Linked DNA regions of Siniperca chuatsi: region 1 is linked to region 2. A link is a contact called in public Hi-C data. All regions are on one chromosome and are shown on one strand. The core of a region is the stretch at or near the end of the contact, and the rest is flanking DNA. Distances in the headings are between cores, read along the strand shown. Region 1 holds the start of fahd2a (fumarylacetoacetate hydrolase domain-containing protein 2A). Region 2 holds the start of LOC122875976 (myogenesis-regulating glycosidase-like).

The links. A called contact is a pair of places that touch in the nucleus more often than the background predicts.
Region 1: a Hi-C map of skeletal muscle shows a contact between it and region 2, with 4 times the contacts expected there. The contact joins the promoter of fahd2a here to the promoter of LOC122875976 in region 2. A contact is called at or near these places in 2 of 3 Hi-C or Micro-C datasets (skeletal muscle and an unstated tissue).

What each region holds. Positions count from the first base shown.
Region 1 is chrLG5:24,828,193-24,835,111 of ASM2008510v1, forward strand. fahd2a (fumarylacetoacetate hydrolase domain-containing protein 2A) reads right to left here and starts at 5,198. Exons shown (of 8, transcript XM_044196068.1): 1 at 4,981-5,198; 2 at 3,787-4,055; 3 at 2,960-3,176; 4 at 1,224-1,283; 5 at 962-1,124. The coding sequence starts at 4,055. It overlaps zgc:152830 (putative aminopeptidase W07G4.4), which reads left to right and starts at 5,503. Exons shown (of 16, transcript XM_044196065.1): 1 at 5,503-5,620. The coding sequence starts at 5,610.
Region 2 is chrLG5:24,669,274-24,675,892 of ASM2008510v1, forward strand. It overlaps LOC122875976 (myogenesis-regulating glycosidase-like), which reads right to left and starts at 3,872. Exons shown (of 6, transcript XM_044195724.1): 1 at 3,742-3,872; 2 at 867-1,352; 3 at 1-85. The coding sequence starts at 1,144. LOC122875978 (izumo sperm-egg fusion protein 1) reads left to right here and starts at 3,891. Exons shown (of 12, transcript XM_044195729.1): 1 at 3,891-3,943; 2 at 4,310-4,386; 3 at 5,679-5,958; 4 at 6,231-6,305; 5 at 6,482-6,565. The coding sequence starts at 5,757.

The DNA of each region.
Region 1 (6,919 bases), core at 3,948-6,447, 160 kb after region 2:
TGTCTCATAATGGACAAGTGTCACTTCTAGCAAAAACTTAAAATGAACTTAAATTGATTAAAAAAAATTCATTGGTTAATCCATCCATCAGTCAATTTTCTGTCGCTTATCTGGGTCCAGGTCACGTTAATTGATTAATTATATTACTTGGAATTATTGTTATGTACAAGTGGGAAGTACTGACAAAAATGTGATATAAATGACAATAAATTCATATAATTATACTTATATTCTGTATTGGTTTTCCATCATTCTTTGACCGGAATTAAATTGCATTATTTGTGGTATTAAAAAGGTCTTAAAATAAATTTGGTAAACACTGCAGAAACACTGTAAATATTCAATAGTAACATAAAAGTAGCCATAATTATTTTAAAAACTTAGCTAGATTGATTTAATTCCTTGATATTAATACTTTTAATAAATGTAATGTCTAGTGCTAGAATTAATCCTATAGTATCGATTAACTAATTTGTCTTATCATCAAGCTACGTACTGTAGGACAAATATGATAGTTGTTACCTTGATTTCCTGTCAAACATGAAGTCACTGAAATCTCCTCTTAGAAATTCTCAGATTATGACTACCGCACCTAAATTTAGACAGTTCTGTACACAGGGCTAAGCAAAAAAGGTTGTTTATTATTATTGTTATTTTGTAGCTATTACAGAGTTATCGTAAACCTCATATTATTGACTCTAAGGATAACCTGAAATCTACTGTGTTCTGGAGATCGTGCCATAAACATGATAACCTACATTCATCAGGAATGTTTTCAACCATAGAAATCCATTTCGACTGGAGCTTTATGATGGTAAATATCAGTCAGCTTAAGAAACCACACCTTTAACAGAATTATAGCTTGTTCCTGAAGTACAAAATCACATATAATTCACAAGATTGTCTTCAATTCCCCCTTTCTGTCTCGCTCTCCCTGCTCTGGTTTCTTGTTCCCTCTCACCTTTCACAGCGTCGGTGGTTACTAACGCAGGACCGAGAGGACAGAAGCTGTCAAACGTTTTTCCCAGGAGCCACTGCTTCCCGTTGCGCTTCATCTGCCAGTCACGTGCACTGACGTCATTGGCCACCGTGAATCCGGCCACATAGGCGAGCGCGTCTTCCTCCTGAACAACAAGAGGAGTGGAAATGTCAGAGTCAGAATAGATGCTTTCACCAGAGCATCAAAGCGTCATGGCCATCTGAGGGGATGTTGTGATGCTTACCTTGATGTGTTTTCCTCTTCGTCCGATCACAAAGGCCAGCTCCACCTCCCAGTCCACCTCCTTCAGTCAGACAAAATACCAAGATGACGCAAATACAGCATCAAGAAGCACCGCAACAAACTACACACTAATTCTAAGCAGGCTTATAGTATGTAGTGAAGTCAAGTATACTCAAAATAGTCAGTATGCATTTTTAAAAATGCTTGCTTTTTGAGTGTGCTGTTGATTCACACTATTGTCCCACAATGTAATGCCCAAACGAAATGGAGGCACTACTCACACCTGCAAAAAATGTAAATATATTCCAAATGTTGGTGAGACAGTTCCACAAAGTTCTTGGAAAACAACTAAAAAGTATTGAATTTGTTGAGTTTGACATTCAGCACCACACATATAATTTCCTCTTGGTATTAACAGTAAAGTTTATTGATTTTGTGTCCATAAAAACATGTGCATACTGTATACAATCAGTATGTATGGACTTGGGACACAGGGCAGGATTTGGTCTCATTTTACACAAAAAAGTGGAAGTGAAGCGGTTGGATTTCATTATGGTGCAAATGAACTTATTTCTGCAGTTTTCTTGAATAAATTAGTCTGGACTCTTTCAAGACAAAAAATAAGATCAAGTGCTCAAGAGACGGGCAAAATGACACTCAGCTCCTCCTAGGGAGAAAGTCTTCGCTTGTACAGACGAGGGACAAAATAAAGGAAAAACCTGAATAAAAGAGTGGAGAAACATATCAAATGCAGATGCTTCCGTGCACCAGGGCTCATTGAATGGTTTGGTGAGGATGAAAGTGACGTAAATAAAATGCTACGGCCTTTACAGTCACCAGATCTCAACCCAGTTTCACACCTATGGAAGATTTTAGACCAATGTCTAAGACAATGCTCTCCACCACCATAACACCAAATGATATAAACTTTCATCTTTAAATCTATTTAGTGATGTCTGTGACCGTCTGTGATGCTATATGTCCTTTAGTTATGTCTGGCTATGCTTGTTTTTCTTCACCATTCTATGGAAGCAAATTAGGGTCATTAATATTTTGAGCTTGTGAAATGATGTTCACAAATAATTTCACAGCCTGCAGTTGTATATCACCTTTTGTGTGTGTGTGTTTAAAAAAAAAAGTACATACACGTACCTGAATGTGTGACTTTGTAAAAAAAAAAAGGTTTTGCAGCTGTAGAATTATTTTGTGCATGTGTAATTAAAATATGTGCAAGAATAGTTTCAACAGTGAGGTTTCACATAGTCTGAGAGACGGACACACAAATGTCCTATCTTTGGATGAGACACTGAAGTTACAAGCTACAAACTATGAGTTACAAGCACGAATTTTGGCCCTGTTTTAATGCCTGGCCTGCCAGTCAGCACGTTGCCCACTGACCATCCAATCAGAGGAAGTCAAACTTGTTGTGTTGGTTTTTCCTTTAATAGACTTCTAGCTGCTCCGAGTTCAAGGCTGAAAGCTAAAGCTGATTGTGCTTTTGCTGTTGTTTCTCCTTGACCCTGGAGCAACCTCCATCAATGTCTCAAAGAAACCAAATCAGTGCACATCTTTAAAAAGCATCTTAAAACCCTTTTGCTTTCTTTGGCTTTTTCTTGATTTTATAACTTCTCTTTTATCTCCCTTTTTCCCTCTTTTTCTTCTCCCTGTAAAGCACTTTGTCCCCTCTTTTTTTTTTGAAAAGTGACATATAAATAAAGATGGCGTGCTCACTCTCACCTGGCTCTCTGAGGGCAGAAGGATGTCATCATACGGCCCGGTGATGGCGCTGGGGAATTTGCTGAAGATGATCGGTTCTTTGGGGATCGGGGCGTTCTGCTCCAGGCAGTGGTCCCGGTAGTTCATACCCACACACACCACCTTCTCCGGGGCCAACACAGGAGACAGCAGCTGGATGTCCGATCGCTCCAGCACACACTGACCGGACGACAAGGCTCTGAGGAAGAGGAGGAGGAGGAGGACGAGTCACATGATGATTTGGCATGATGTTGCGGAAGATAAAAACAAAGAGAAGATGAAGGGAGAAGATGCTAACTTAAACAAGTCCATTCAGGAAGATGAGGAGGATGAAGTTGTTAATTAACGTGGGAACAAGATTAAAGAAGTGACAATTTAGTTGATTTGAGGAAGGTGGTGGGTGATGTTTTACGATGAGCGTGATTTATGAAGACGACTTAACAAGCATAGGTTGCTGATTTATTAAGGTGGTGATGATCCAAGACGATCAAGAATATGATAATTAAGAAAGATGATGATGAAAATGATTATGCAAAAAGGTTGTTGATTTTATTACATGACATTTATTCAGGAAAAACGAAGATTATGGTAACCCTGAAGATGATTTATTCAGGAGATGGTGAGGAGGAGGAAGACAAGGATTTGGGAGGAAGAAAAGCTTAATTAAAGAAGATGATGAAGATGAAGAAGACGGCGATTTAGGAACTAATGTAGAGACGGTGTAGTCCCTCATTATGGACAAACTAATGTAGAGTCAAAACAGAGTAGACAAAGATATTTAATAATAATATGACTGAATGTAAGCATACCTCTGTGCACACTCTAGACCCCTGTCTCCCAGCTCCAGCAGCTCTCTCATGGTCGAGGGCATGGAGGGGTCAAACGCCTTCAGATCCACCACGCCGAGCCCCTCCTCTTGCTCCACTCCCACTCTGATGCCTCCTCCGTCGCCATGGCGATGAAACTGCACCAGACGCATCGCTGCACCGCTCAAGCCTCGCCGTCTCTGGGGGTTTGTTGTTTGCCTTTGAGAGAACAAACTCCTGAGGAGGCAAAAGGAGCGAAGAGCAAGTCTCATCTATCGAGGAGAAGAGGAAGGAAAACAGATGACACGTGACAGACAAGCAGAGAGGAACTAGAAATCAACCAGAAAATTAGATTTCTTTCTCTGAGGGTGTCTTGAAGGCATAAAGTCAAAGTAGATCCTATCCAAAACCTCCATTTATTTCATTTACTTTTTCAGTTAATCACTTGTTTGTCCAACCAAGATATGAAATTTAAAATAGTATAAAAGAGAACAAATCAGTGAATCCTCACATTTAAGAGGCATTTTTCCTTGGTAAAATCGATTAGCAAAAAATGTCAGCGATTTCAGTTCTGTCGACTAATCGATGTATCGACTTATCATTTCAGCACTGGTCCTTTTGCTACATGACCTTTCCGTATCTTTATATCACCACACTGGGCTTTCTTTAGAGAGAGAGGCAGCTGAAAACTTGCTTATAATGCAAAGAAAATTGCAATTCTTGTATGTTCTTACCAAAACTCGCTTGTTTGTTAAAATGTATGAAATTTCCCAGGCTTACCTAGGAAATCTATTAACTTATCTGACTTCTACTGTCCAAAGGAAAAGTCTTAAAACTCTCAATACTCACAAAATCACAAAAACTTTGAGAACAAATTGTCGAGAGGAGGCTGCCAAAATGGGGTACAAATGTAGAAATGATGTCAGCATGTCTGCCGCAACGTCCAATTATCATGAACCTGCTATCACTTGATAATAGAGCTGTAAATCATAACCAGGATAAGAAAACCATGAAGGCAGCTGCAGCAGCGGGTAACTTCTGCCTACCTGCAGCTCGATCTGTAGCTTTGCAGTTTGGCTTTTATCTTAGATAAAATGCCATTTTAAAGAGGAATGTGACACTTTAACCTGCTACTGAATAACCAGGACAGCTACTACTTCTTTCTTGCCCTTTGTACTGTCTCTAGTTAATACTCACCTCTACTGTTCTGCACAGAAAACACTACGTTTGTCTACTTCCGGTTAGTGTTTGTAGTCCATGAGGGTAGTCCTGTCAAAAGCGAGATAAATTGCTCAACCGAAGCTAACGACAGAGTGTAGCCATGATTGTTATATCATGTAAAGCAATAATTGCTATAGTGATCATATAATCATCTGCATGCTGCTTTGCATTCGCGTTTGTTGAATGAGTTCTGGAAACTACAATTCCCTACCGTATCCTTAAATGTGCCTCTTCAAGTGCAGTGGGAATTTAACAACTTTTGCGTACTTGACACAGCTATACTAGCTACCGTAAATAGGATTAAACGTTTTAACAGTTTTACTTTTTTGGATAACCAGATTCCTACACTTTTACTACTTCAACTGGAACCAAAAGTAACTACTTCATATTTCAATAGACATTATTGTAAGCTCTTAAATCAGAGAGAAGTTGCATTTTACGACTGGGATGGTCGTAATTACGAGCTAAAAGAAGTCCGCGAAGGCAGCATGAGTGCAAGTTAAGGGATCATGTGATCAACCAGGGAGGAGTGAAGGGAAGTATCCGTTGTCACCGGCAATCAGCTGTCTATTTCATTCTGAAGACACCGGAGGAAGAGGACTAAAATGTGCACCAGGTAAGATTAACGGGTGTTACCCGCCTAATTTGCGTTTGTTTAATAGGATACTTTCCCCCGCAGCTATATAACACCATGCTTTCCTCACATGGTTTAATTTAACTGTCATTTAACTGGTCTGTGATAGTTCGCCCAAATACTAGATTTATTTTTCATTCGCAACTCAAAGTGGATACATCTGATCCTCTTATGTTGCAATAGAGATTTGCTCTTCTCTGGATTTAGTTTCCACTAAAAGGAACCTCAGTCGTTTTTTCTTACCTTTCACTTTCAGTCTGACTACACAATAATGTGGAAAACATCAGGTCCCTTACAACCTATTACAATTTCAGTGTTAGAGAGTACAGTCTCCCATGTGAACTTTGTATCTAGGATGTCTTGCATCCTAGATACCATCCCCACTAAACTGCTCAAGGAGGTATTTCCCACTGTTAGACCTGTTATTTTGCAAAAACAGTTTTCTTTTCCAGTTCGCTTTCCTCACATGGTTTATGGTCATTTAACTGATCTGTGATAGTTCGCCCAAATGCTATATTTATTTTTCATTCGCAACTCAAAGTGGATACATCTGATCCTCTTATGTTGCAATAGAGGTTTGCTCTTCTCTGGATTTAGTTTCCACTAAATAGAACCTCAGTCGTTTTTTCTTACCTTTTACTTTCAGTCTGACTACACTGTAAGTGCTGCCTTTGATACTGTCGATCATGGTATCCTCTTGCATCACTTAGAGACTTGGGTAGGAATCAAGGGCTCAGCTCTTGGCTTCTCTTACCTCTCCAACAGAACTTTTTATGTCGCTCTGGGTAACTTCCTCGACGGCTCGTTTGAGCTGTGGTGTCCCTCAAGGCTCCGTTCTTGGCCCCCTTCTGTTCTCTCTATATATGCTGCCACTTGGCCTGGTTATTCAAAATCATGATGTACATTACTATTTCTATGCCGATGACACTCAGCCATATTTGCTGTTAAAACCCGCAGATCCTATCAGTCTAGCTAATCTGACAACCTGCCTCTCTGATATTAAATTCTGGATGTCCCAAAACTTCCTTAAATTTAACAACAATTTAAGTCTGAGGTCATTCTGTTCAGTCCCCTAAATTCCATCAGCTCTTTTGCTGCTAATCTTGGTGGTCTGTCAAACAATACTGAGCAGGCTGCAAGAAATCTTGGGGTAATATGTCCCCTACACTGATTCCCTGTTAGATTTATAAGATTTTTAAGGCCTTAAATTGTTTTGCTCCTAATTACATCTCTGACTTATTGACTTGGTATGTGCCCTCTCGACCATTGAGATCCACGGAT
Region 2 (6,619 bases), core at 2,622-5,121:
GAAGTTGAGTTTGCCAGAATCTGACTGAGTGCAGCTCAGAATATTTCCCTCCTTTGAGCAGGAGTCCAGATCCAGAGTGCCAGACCTGGGACGGAGCATTGACAGAGGGGAAGAAAATGTAAATGAACTTGTTAAGCACAGCACTAACTGAGCAAGTATTATTAGCAGGAAGTAATTTTTCTGTATTGCTGAAAAGCTCACCAAAATGATTGATACTATAAGAATACAACAGAGAAGAAATGCAATCAGCACAGTACAGATGATATTGTACGCTCCATCCTACAGTATTACTCCTATTTCTCTGCAAGTGCAGGGATTGTGCTATGGTTAATTCTGTCAATGTGAGTTCTGTTGATAAAGGGCATGACTAAATCATTCTTCCCTAAGGGTGTAATCGTGTGTCTGTCTCGTCTGGCTTTCCATTATCCATCCACACATTGCATAAAGGCGGCTTTTTAGTACGGCTCAGCACATGAAGAGGAACAACTGTGCTGTGGTAATATATGTTACAAGGGTTATTGTTAGCCAAGATTTACTGGCTGGCAACGTATTTATTACAGGAGTGCAGTGGATCCCATTACAATGCACAAATGTTACCGTTTTTCTGGTCACTCTGTATTTTGATTGCTCTGAAAGGGCATCAGCAGGATAATCCTTGTAACGTACATATTACATCTCCCTTACTTATTAGTAAAGTTTAAATCATTATGACAGAAAATTAATCTGCAACTATTTTGATAATCGATTAATTATTTGAGTCACTTTCAAAGCAGAAAATGCCAAAGATTTTAATAGACAAAAAGATTAATCAAGACAATAATAAGGAGATTAATCAATGATGAAATTAATCCCTGCAGTGAAACCACCTGAAGGTCATACTGAAGATGACGGCCCCCGCTTGGTTACGAATGATAAAACCATCCTTGTTGAGGTCCAACAGCTCAGCTTTCAGCAGCTGGGCTTTACGGAGGGACGCTGAGTAGTAGCACCAGGCAATCACAGCAGCCAGCACCAACACACAGCCAAACATGCCTGCCATCACCAGAGGCCGGCCTTCATGAGCCAGTTTCTTCTTCAGTGGAGAACCACTAGCTGCCCCAGCCGTTTGCTGCTCCCCAGGAGCCACCGGGACAATCTGATACATACTGAAGACTTTAGGCAGTGAGGTGTGTAAGGAAGCAGGTTTGGAGAAGGATTGGACAGCTGTAGTTAACTTGCTGTCAGTGTTGGTGAAAAAGTCTGGAATAGATCCTCTTCACACTGGCAGTAGTGGAGGTGACAGAAAGCCTGATGTCTACCTGCCGATCTTCAGCAATGTCTCCATTTCTGAATGAGGGCTGATTTGTCCAAACCTGTGAGATAGACAAGAGATCAACATTCAGTTGAAGTTCGGCACAACGTGTAAAACCAAAAAGTCGAAAAGTGTCAAAAAAAAAAAGAAATAAGGCACCGCAGACATCATCATGTCATACACTGATTAACCTAAATGTCCAGTAAGGATGGGGGAATACATAAATAAACTGCGTATATATGTAAAGCAACAAAATAATATATTGTCAATACTAGTTAAATTCCAAATGATCAGTATGGGACATACAAATCCAGTGTTGGTCGTATGCCCCATCACACAGGGCATTTGCTTGACAATCCAGTTCTAATTATCACCACTGTCAGTCTCAAGGAACTACAGTTATAAATAGCTTTAGAGCTCTCCACACTGCATGCCATCATGATTAAAAGACATTTATCACTTGCTCCCTCTTTCTTTCTGTAAGTGTGTTAATTTTGTAAAACCTACATATACAGATGTACTTGCAAAATGTCTGTAATCACATTTGCTTATAGTGCTGCTATATGTACACCACACTAGTGTATTCTATGTCTTAGTCTATAATAAAGCTACATGTTTCTGTTCTGTGTGCACTTGCTGTTAAGTGTGTCCAGAAGAATAGTTCAGCAGCAGCATCCAGCAAAGAGAGAAAACACAGATGGTTTAATCTGGTAAATATCAGGAAGCCAGCTCTGTAGCCACATTGGCACTGACGGTAACAGAACCAATGACACCATAAAAACAGGCTATGATCAGAGAAATTACAGACACCATGTCAGCATGGCTCAGTTACATTTATCTCTCAGGTAAGAGCACCGTGGATATGAGTAAATTATATTTAAGAGTAGCAGCCCTCAAATAACTGCACTGCAGCAAACCTACAGTTTTCAGACAGAGCACAGGCCAATCATCCACAACAGAACCCTATTTAACCTCCCAACAGGTATCATTATGTTTCAGCTTAACATTATTTTTTTCATCTGATTAAGGTTAGTGGCTATGCAGCAGGGAGGGAAGGAAACCTTGCAAATGCATACCCTGCAAAAATTGGGTTCCTGTACATAAACCAGCACTTCACAGACAGACTTCTGCTTGACAGTCTTCCTCTTTATGCCAGATTACACAAGCTCTGTTAAAATAAGATTCTTTACCTCCTCTGAATGTACAATTACAAACAAAACTGCACCATCTTGTTAATATGGTAAATTTTAATTTAATTATTCATGTATTTCGTACCAAATACTATAATTTAACTCCCACACTTGTTGGTCCAGACCTCCCCCCTTTCAGTCCCCGTTTATTGGATCAATTCCAACTTGGTTTATTGTGTTAAAAAAAACAATTGCCTTAATTGTACAAGCAATTCCATGACACATTGTGTTGTGGGTGTCTTTGATTTATATTAGCAAACACTGCTTATTAAGGAAAATGTCATCAATTTTTTTTTTTATCAATACTGCACACACAATGTTTTATCACGCATAAACTATACTATTTACAGGAACCTGACTTGTACATAGACATTGTATGTTGTTGGTCATTGTTGCTTTTTATATATGCCTATTTTTTTCCACCTACTTGTATGTACATAATAGTTCAATGTTTGTTTACCTATCTTTGTTCAGCTTTGTTGCCCTTGTTTTCAGCTGTATGTCTATTTCTATCTTCCTGTAAATTGTTCTTTTATATTATGGAGATCCTAGGGGTAGTTTAGGACATATTACTGAATTCATGGTTCAAAATGAGAGCTAATGTTGTACTCTTCAGATAAGTTTAAGTCCATGTAAATTAGCCTCCACACTGTGACCAGAAATCATTAACATTTTGCTGGTTTGGGGGACCAAATGTATGCAATGCAAAGTGCTTACTGTTATGATATAGCCTACAGCAGCAAATAACCATTCTGCTCAGTACAGTACAGTAGGCTGTACTCTGTAGGTTATGCATGTTTTCTTACCAGCAGCGAACTCACAGATAACGTTTTCTCCATATAGTGACTGCTAATTGTTTTGTGTTCACATTAGTTGTAGCTAAATACCAAAAACAATACACTGAAAACACTGGCATCTGCCTGAAAGGATCACAGTGGACACGAACAGCGCCCCCAGGTGCACATTTTTATGTCATTTTACACAAGCGTGTCAAGGTGACATAACTAACTAACATATCCAATGTGCCAGTGCCTGATCGATAACCCACAAGCACTCGTCCACACGGCTGTTATCGGGACATTACAGTGAGAGTGTAACCGGCTATACCAGTTGTCACGAACTAGGTTTCAAAACGGTCATGCTGACAGTTAAAAGCTATGTTGGCTGTGTCAATAACACCCGTTAGAGTTATGTTAAGTTAGAAAATACACTCAAACTGTTATTTATAGCGTCGGGATCATAAAAATAGAGTTATCTTACCTCCGCAGTTGACTCTCTGGGGGTCAATGTGTACATAGGATAGAGTATGTGAGCGCATTAGCCCATTGCGCAGCTGCAGCGCGGTTTAAAGTTCCATGGTCCCGCCCAACAACCAACGAGCTAGAAGCGGATTCGTCCATGTAATCTGTCACTCATAGTACGTCATCCGGTGGGCTTCTGGGAAATATAGTGTGAGAATAAGGTAGTCTACAGAATTCGTTTCAAAAAGAGACTACCAAATTTACAAGAGTTTTTAAATGTGTTTTTAAATGTGTTTACTGTCAGCAACTGAAATTGTCAAACCCACAGGAGATAAAATGGATAAACTAATGTTAACTATTATTTTAAAATTATCGTCTGTGTTTTTTATCTTATATGCGACCGTTGCCCATGGAAACAGTTCAAATATCAAATGCAATTCGTGGTATTTTATCTTTTTTCGGTTTTTATTAACAAACAAAATACTGTGAATATATGTGATTTAGCTTTTTTTTATTATTAACTTTTTGTCTTTGAAGACAATTGTGTTGCTTTTTTTGCTATTTGTTGTTGTATGTAATAATAGCAGAATCTGACTGGCCTGGACTGCGAGCCAAATCAGCTGGCACAGGAGCAAGACTGCACAACTGTCCTGAAGAAACAGGGGTGAGATCATCCAGAGCAAATAATAATGTTGTGACTGGGACATGCTATTCTACCACTGGGTGACAGCAACAAGCTATAAACAGAGGAGCTGAACGACACACATGACAGAGCATGGTAAAGCCAGTAGGCCCCTACTATGCTCTTTTTTCTCCTTGTTTATCTTCTTTTGCCATGCTGATATTCTTGTTATTGTTGTCCCATTTAATATCATTTGGCTAGTAGTGCCAACAGTACTAGCAACAGTAGAAAAAGGTCAAGCAATGTAGCTAGTAGTTAGCTTTATTACAGTTTTTTATTAGCAACATTAGTGGTGATGGCACCAATGGCTGAATTAACCTATCTAACTAGCTTATAGCATAAGTTGCAGTAGCAATAGCAAGTACTAGTGACAGCTAGTAGCACTTGTGGTAGCATTAGCAGAAGCAGCAACAGCATTTAAAGCAGTTAAGTGCTGTAAACTAAAGTATTTATATCAGTAGCAGAGGCAGCCAAAGCTGGATTTCCAACTGGGCAAAGTGGGGAACATGTACAGAGCCAAAACAATTAGTCGATTAATCGATTAGTTGATTGATAGAATTATAATCAACTATTTTGATTATCAATTAATTGTTTAATTCATTTTTTTTGTTGCGAAACTGCCAAACATTCACCATTTTCAGTTTCTCAGTTGTCTTATGTGATAGTAAACTGAATATCTTTGCGTTTTTTGACTGTTAATCAGATACAACAAGTAATCTGAAGACGTCACCTAGGGCTTTGTGATTTTGATGGCCATTTGTTACTATTTTCTTTAGTGAATAATTTATAATCAAAAGAAACGTCAGATTGATCAATAATGAATGTAATTGTTAGTTTCTGCACTAAACATGCATATTCCTTAATACATTTGTGTTAAATGAAATAACCACAACCAAATTGACAGAAAACACTACACTGACCACTGCACCTAATAATTAGAATGGGTTAAATGCAGAGAACTAATTTCACTAGACATTGTGCTGTGTAGGATTGTGTATGTGACAATAAACTTGATTTGATTTGATATACTGTATACTATACTGTAACCATGCCCCAGCAAACATGAGGCCAACATGGACCCAACAGCATTTTTCTTACACTAACAGGTTATACGGCAATGGAAATGATGGCCTGATGGTAAAAGTAGAAACAGAAGTGCACTAGTACTCACGGTAGCAGTAGTAACAGTAAAAGTACCAGTTGCTGTAAGGTAATGGTTGCAACAGTGATAGTGGTGTTTGTAGCAGCAGTAATATTTGGCAACTCTGTTTCAGAACCTGCACTTACTGAAAAATCACAGGACCCAAAGTGACTCATCCTGATGTGCAGGAGGTTGAGGGTGCAGAGGGGAGATGCTGCTGATGTTGGTGTCCCTGCTTTGCTGTGTCCCTGCTGCCAAGGCCTGTCTGCAGTGTGACCGCAGTGTCAGGCTCCTACATGAGGACTTTATCCTCTCTGCTCCCACTGTGCAAGACCAGATTGACATGAAAAAGATTTGTGACCATGCCTATGTGACCTACAGACAGACCAGCCGGGAACGAAAGGGAGTCATTGGTGAGATCAAGACCTGGTTTAGCACAATATGACATGGCACGAGTGTGGAGTATACCGATAATTCACGTAAAGCCACTTATGTCTCATATGCTGTCTCTTATTTTCATTACATTTTCTTAAATATTGTCAGGCCATTAAGGGTTTTTTATGATCTGGCAGTTGAAGCTTTTACTGCTATGGCCCTCATTTTGTTCTGGATAGAAGTATGAGTGAGATGTCTAAACTGTAAAATATTAAAATCAATTAAAAAATGTCTGTTTCCCATTGCTCAGATCCCACCACTCTGTACAGAGCCAGAACTGAGTACCAGAGTGAATTTGACCGCTTCTTGAAAACCAAGCACACTGGTGAGAAACAAAGAAAAAGATACACAGTAGTTGGAAACTTGGGGGAAAAAATTAGCACTAAGGTCATTGTAATTGTTCCCTTGTATCATCACTGAATGTATTCACATATGATACTGTAATCGTAACAAACTCAGTGTTCACCAGATTTTAAGATAAAGCCTGCTCTTTTTTTAAAGGCTCTGTAACATTTGAAGCCATTCAGATCATGGAGAAGGGCAGGAAGATCTTAGAGAAACACTTGGACACATTCATCCGTGATGGTAATTGGAATGAATAACAGTGCGTGTTCTGCACAGTATGAGGCAGGGCACTTT